2 separate regions of the Sus scrofa genome follow, and region 1 is linked to region 2. The links are chromatin contacts, called in public Hi-C maps. All regions are on one chromosome and are shown on one strand. The core of a region is the stretch at or near the end of the contact, and the rest is flanking DNA. Distances in the headings are between cores, read along the strand shown. Region 1 holds the start of SHPK (sedoheptulokinase). Region 2 holds the start of ASPA (aspartoacylase).

Region 1 (2,700 bases), core at 105-2,604, 120 kb after region 2:
GCTGGAAGGGACCATAAAGGTCACTTATTTCAACTCTGAGAACAAGCTGAGATCCAGGAGGAAAAAAAAAATTCGTGAGGTTACACACAAAGTTCCTTGATGTTAATTTCTAGTGTCAATGATCTGAACATAAGCTACGTTTCTCTGGGAGTTAATGGAACCCAGCTTTGGGGATTGACATCCTTTCGGAACCCATATGCCTCAGCTGAACACACGGAGGTGAGATTTTGTTTCTATCTTGTAGCTTTAACAATTTGAACTTTTTCTAATTGTTTTTTCTTTTCTTTTCTTGTTTTTTTTTTTTTAGGGCTGAACCCTTGGCACATGGAAGTTACCAGCCTAGGGCTGGAGTTCAAGCAGCAGCTCCTGGCCTACACCACAGCTCACAGCAACACCGGATCCTTAACCCACTGAGCCAGGCCAGGGATTAAACCCACATTCTATGGATACTAGTAGGACTCGTTACCGCTGAGACACAATGGGAACTCTGACTTTTTCTAATATTTTAATCAAGATCTCTCTCAATGTCTTTCTATCTGTCCTGATGTCTTTCCTCCAAAGGTGTATCAGCCTTTGGGGCTGGGGCACTTTTGCTGTCCAAGTGTTTGAGTCCCTCCACTCACAGACCTCTTCTGGGACTGGGGCAGGTTACATCTGGTTGAGAAAGGGGCAGGCTACATCTGATTCTACATCTGATTTCTCAAGGAAAAAGCAGACCTTGCCCTAGAGAATCGAGGACACTGGCAAATGTGCGGGGCAGAGAGCCACAAAAATAAGGAGACCTGAGATCTCTCCATGTATAAGAGAGCAACTACCTGCAGGTCAAGGTACACAAGGTAAGAGTGCAGAGAGCAAGGGGATATACATAGAGAGCCAAGGGCAAGGCTCCTCGAGAAGGCCGGAGAGTCGGGAAGATCGGTGCCAGGAGGTGGGAAATTTCCTGAGAGGAAACCTAATGGAGGGAGTTGCAGCAGGCAGGCAGAGATCAGGCAGGCTGGAGCTGTCAGGGAGACTTGTTTGAGGAGGAAGAGTGGAGGCTCCTGGAGGCGGCGCGACTCCAGGACGCTGCCTCACCTGGGACCCGGCCGCCGCGCTCTGGGCCGCCGTCTCGGCCTGCGCAGCTCGTGCACAGCTCGCCAGTACCACGAACCCGGAAGGGTCACCCGGTGAGGCTTCCACCAAGGCCGCCTTCACAGATGTGGTGCCCAAGTCGATGCCCAGAGTGACAGATCGAGCAGCCATGGCAGCGCTTGCGTCTGGGGCCGAGGCGCCCTCTCCCGCACACTTCGCCCAGGACCAGGGAGCCAAGGCGGAGCCTCGCCTGCCACTCTTTCCAGACACGCTGGACACGGGCGAATTCGTCTCCCCATTGGTTGAGGAAGGTTGAGTCGCGCGCCCCGCGTGACCGTCCCCTGCTATAGGCGGAGCCGTGGTGGAGGGCGGGACCTAGGGGCCCCGCCCCGCAGAGCAAGATTTGCGAATTGGAGTGAAGCTTTGTCCTCGCTCAACAAAGTTCTTCGGGATACCGAGAGGCGCTGGGGGATGAGAGAGCCTCTGTGGCCCTATTGCTGACTAAACCCTCTCACATACCCGAGTCCCCATCCCTGCCGAGTTGCCTGCGCCCCTCCGCTTCGCTCCAACCCCTAATTGTCCCTCTGAGACGCGGAAAAACTACAGCTCCCAGGGTGCATCGCGCCGAGATCTGGCCTCCGTGAATCAGGTGGCTCGGGTCAGGTGACTTCTGGCCCGCCCCACAGTTAAGTCAAGCCGGCGGAGAGAGGCGGGTACCGTCGAGAGCCGCTCCTGCGTCCAGTGCAACCGGTCCTCTGAAGCTAGAGGACCTCAGGTGAGAGCCTGCGCGGCCCCGAAAGCCTCTCCCCCTCATTTCTCAGGCGCACCCCCTGAGGTCCAGAGACTCGCACAGCAAGCCAGTTGGACAGCCTGCCGCGCTTCCAGCCTCTCTTAGCTGCGCCGGGTTCTGTCTCTTGCCGCCAGCCCCGGCCTCGCGGAGAGCCCCCAGATTGAAGGGCTCGGGTGGTAGCGAGTGGAGGCAGGGACACTAGGCTGCCGAGGTGCTTTGGGAGGCTCTACAGTGCAGGTTAGCGCCCCTTTCCCCGCCTTTTGCTTAGTTGCCTCCTGAATCTGGGTCTGGGAGTTTGCAGATTGCTCTGCGGATGTGAGACGCTGAAAAGACCACTTCGAACTCCTTTTAGGGTGCTCAAGTGCCAGCCTGGCCCCAGGGGAGTGGGCAGGATGAGATCCGGCCCCGCCCTCCGGGGCTTTCAGGATAGAGAAAGGGAGGACGACTGGGCCCAGCCTTTTTCAACAACATTGAAGAAAACAACAGCCCGGGCTTTGTGAGAGCTTGCTAGGCGCCCTGGGCACCAGCTGTATTTACTTTATTGTTTCTCAACTTTTTTTCCTTACCAACACCCACCCCCTTGAAGTTTTAATACTTCTGATTAAAAGGCCACAAACCGTGCTTAATGTTTCATCTCATATAAGCCCTATGACTTAGTTCCCACTGCCCATGTTTTCACTTTAGGAAATTGAAGCTTGAGGAGGTTAAGTAGCACCCAGAGCCACACAGCTAATAAACGGGGAGCTCAGGTTCAAACCTGTGAAGTCTGTCTCCAAGGGGCACACTCTTTGCCACTGTTTGTATTAATTTCTCCAAGAGAAGATCCAGGGAGGTCCAGA
Region 2 (2,700 bases), core at 102-2,601:
TCTGGTTGTACCCTTTTCAAACAGTCTCCCATTACTAGCACATAGTGTTTTTCATACTTGAACGTATTTGACTTTCTGGATGGTTGAGCATGAAATCAAATCAGATTTGGCTCAGAGTCATTTCTCCAAAGGGACGTAATCATCTTAGTACATACAGTATTCTAGATGATTTCCCCTAAAACGACCCCCTCTTGAGCAACACATTCCAGTGGAAAGAGAGTCCCTGCTCCCAGTAAATTGGGCTGTGTCCACACAAACTCATATAATCTAGCATATCATAGTATATATAGCATGCCCCAGGACATTTTCAGGCATCTCAAAAACTTGAAAATTACTAACAGTTGTTTTTCCTTTCCTTTTCAGGCAAAGAGTGAGGAAGATCCCTAAGGAAGTCAACACAGAATCACCAATAACTTCATGAGAAAGAAAGCATGTTTCAAAGTAGCTTTTTACAGTGATCATGATTTGGTTCTTGTGTCTCTGACCATGAGAAAGCATTCTGGGGAGCTCTCATCGTGTCTCAGAGGATAATGAACCCGACTAGTATCCATGAGGATAGAGGTTCGATCCCTGGCCTCACTCAGTGAGTTAAAGATTCCACGTTGCTATGGCTGTGGCATAGGCTGGCAGCTGCAGCTCTGATTCAGCCCCTAGCCTGGGAACTTCCATATGCTGCGGATGCAGCCCTAAAAAGAAAAAAAAAAAAAAAAAAAGCATTTGCAAAGAAAGGAGGCTGGTTCCAGAGGAGCCCTCTGAGTTCTGCCTTTGGCTGTATGTAGAGATGAAATTCACGTGGCCTCTGATGATTTAAGCGGGGCTGGGGGGAGCTGCTGAACTCAATTCAGAGGAAGTGGTTTAAAGTGGAAACAGAAATACTGAATAATAACACGCACATCGTGGGCCACTTCTCTTTTATATTTTTGAGGATAAGAAAAATATAATCTATTTTTATTACTAAAACAGTAGTGAATGCACCATTAGATGACATTCTAGCTGAAGAGAAAACAGAAGTTTTGCATTAGTGTGAGATGCTAATTTTTATTGCATTTAGGTCTAACGACCATTTGAGGGAGTTAGAAGTTAAAGTAAACAGCTGTATCTCTAGTTGATCTCTGCATATTTTAATCCAAATATGGTAAAGGGCAGGGCTAAAGAAGGGAGTGTCCTTATAATAAACAAGGCTCAGAACTAACAGAAAATTAAAATATACTCCACTCAAGAGAACTCTGTACTTTGCACTTTGGTTAAAGTCTCATTTAGATTTAAATTTCTGAAGTTTGCTTAAGAAATTAAGTTTTCTTTGATCTCCTCCCTTCTGAATTGCAGAAATCAGATAAAACTACCTGATAAAATGACTTCTTGTCAAGTTGCTGAAGATCCCATAAAAAAGGTTGCTATATTTGGAGGAACTCATGGGAATGAGCTCACAGGAGTATTTCTAGTTAAGCACTGGCTGGAGAACAACACTGAGATTCAGAGAACAGGGCTGGAGGTAAAACCATTTATAACCAACCCAAGAGCAGTGGAGAAGTGCACCAGATATATTGACTGTGACCTGAATCGAGTTTTTGACCCTGAAAATCTTGGGTAAGACTGTTCTTATTTGTGTTGTATGTGTGTGCATGCACAGGGGTGTGTGTGTGTGTCTGTCTGTCTGTCTGAAAAGTAGTATGTGTGAGAGCATGTGTATGTGTATATGCATATGATATTCATATCCATACATACAGTTGCTCTTGTGAATAAGAGCACTTTCACTTTTAATCATACTCCATTATGAATTACTCAGTTATCTAAACTGAGCATTCATGTGCTCTTTTAGAAACTTTTTAAAACATCAGATGGTTTTTAACTGATTTTTCTTTTTAAATGTATTCTATGCAGACTGAAACAACAGATTACAGAAGCTTTTATTTTTTAAATCGTATCTGTAAAGAAGCAGATTTAATAGTCTTTTGCATTCCATTAATATTTGGCCATTATGCTTAGGTACATATTTGTTAGCTTTCTAGGTGGCACAATGCTCCTTTTTCTGCAACTATGTTTATGATGATGCCTAAAGTTCTAGTTAAGAAATGTGTAATGTTTCGACTAATATTTGTTGCATGAAAGAGTGAATAAATACCCTCAGAAAACATTAGTCCACTCTGTGATCTGAGGAGTAGATGTCCTACCTTCAGTGGGGATCACTGAGACCTGAATTTAAATTATAGTTGATGACACATTGCATACAATGTACATAACACTCTAGGTTTGTCCTTATTAATTATTTTTGCCTTTGTATACATCATTATAGCCACTACCAAAAATATATATGCCTATGAGCTTTTTACCACTTTTTTCTTTCATTTACATAAAAATATTATTAAACACCCACTCTTCACAGGGCGCTGTGCCAGGTATCATGGATATACAAAGCTATGTACAAAATGGTTTTTAATCTCAATGAGCTAACAGACTGCAAGCTAAGATATCAGTCATGTACAGAAACAACTACCATAGTACTGCTTTATGTACTCATTTTCTGTTAAATCCTAATTTGAGTTTAGAGAGTTGCTTCAATTTAATCCCATCACAGATCAAAAGATGGTTACCACATTCATACAAATTTGTCTCACTTTATGGAATAGACGTTTTCTGAGGCACTTATACATTAGTCATACCTTGTACATCAAACCATGTCTGAGGTTATATCGACACAAT

Evidence for each region. Hi-C and Micro-C count contacts between places; a contact is called where the count stands out from the background.
Region 1: a contact with region 2 is called in a Hi-C map of liver, with 4 times the contacts expected there. The contact joins the promoter of SHPK here to the promoter of ASPA in region 2. A contact is called at or near these places in 1 of 5 promoter capture datasets (liver), 17 of 47 Hi-C or Micro-C datasets (alveolar macrophages, blood, embryonic fibroblasts and 9 more) and 1 of 2 datasets of contacts at active chromatin or transcription factors (skeletal muscle).

Annotation. Positions count from the first base shown.
Region 1 is chr12:49,730,965-49,733,664 of Sscrofa11.1, forward strand. SHPK (sedoheptulokinase) reads right to left here and starts at 1,355. Exons shown (of 7, transcript XM_005669118.3): 1 at 1,075-1,355. The coding sequence starts at 1,242. CTNS (cystinosin) reads left to right here. Exons shown (of 12, transcript XM_021067682.1): 1 at 1-219; 2 at 706-1,846.
Region 2 is chr12:49,611,494-49,614,193 of Sscrofa11.1, forward strand. ASPA (aspartoacylase) reads left to right here and starts at 1,352. Exons shown (of 6, transcript NM_001123077.1): 1 at 1,352-1,587. The coding sequence starts at 1,352.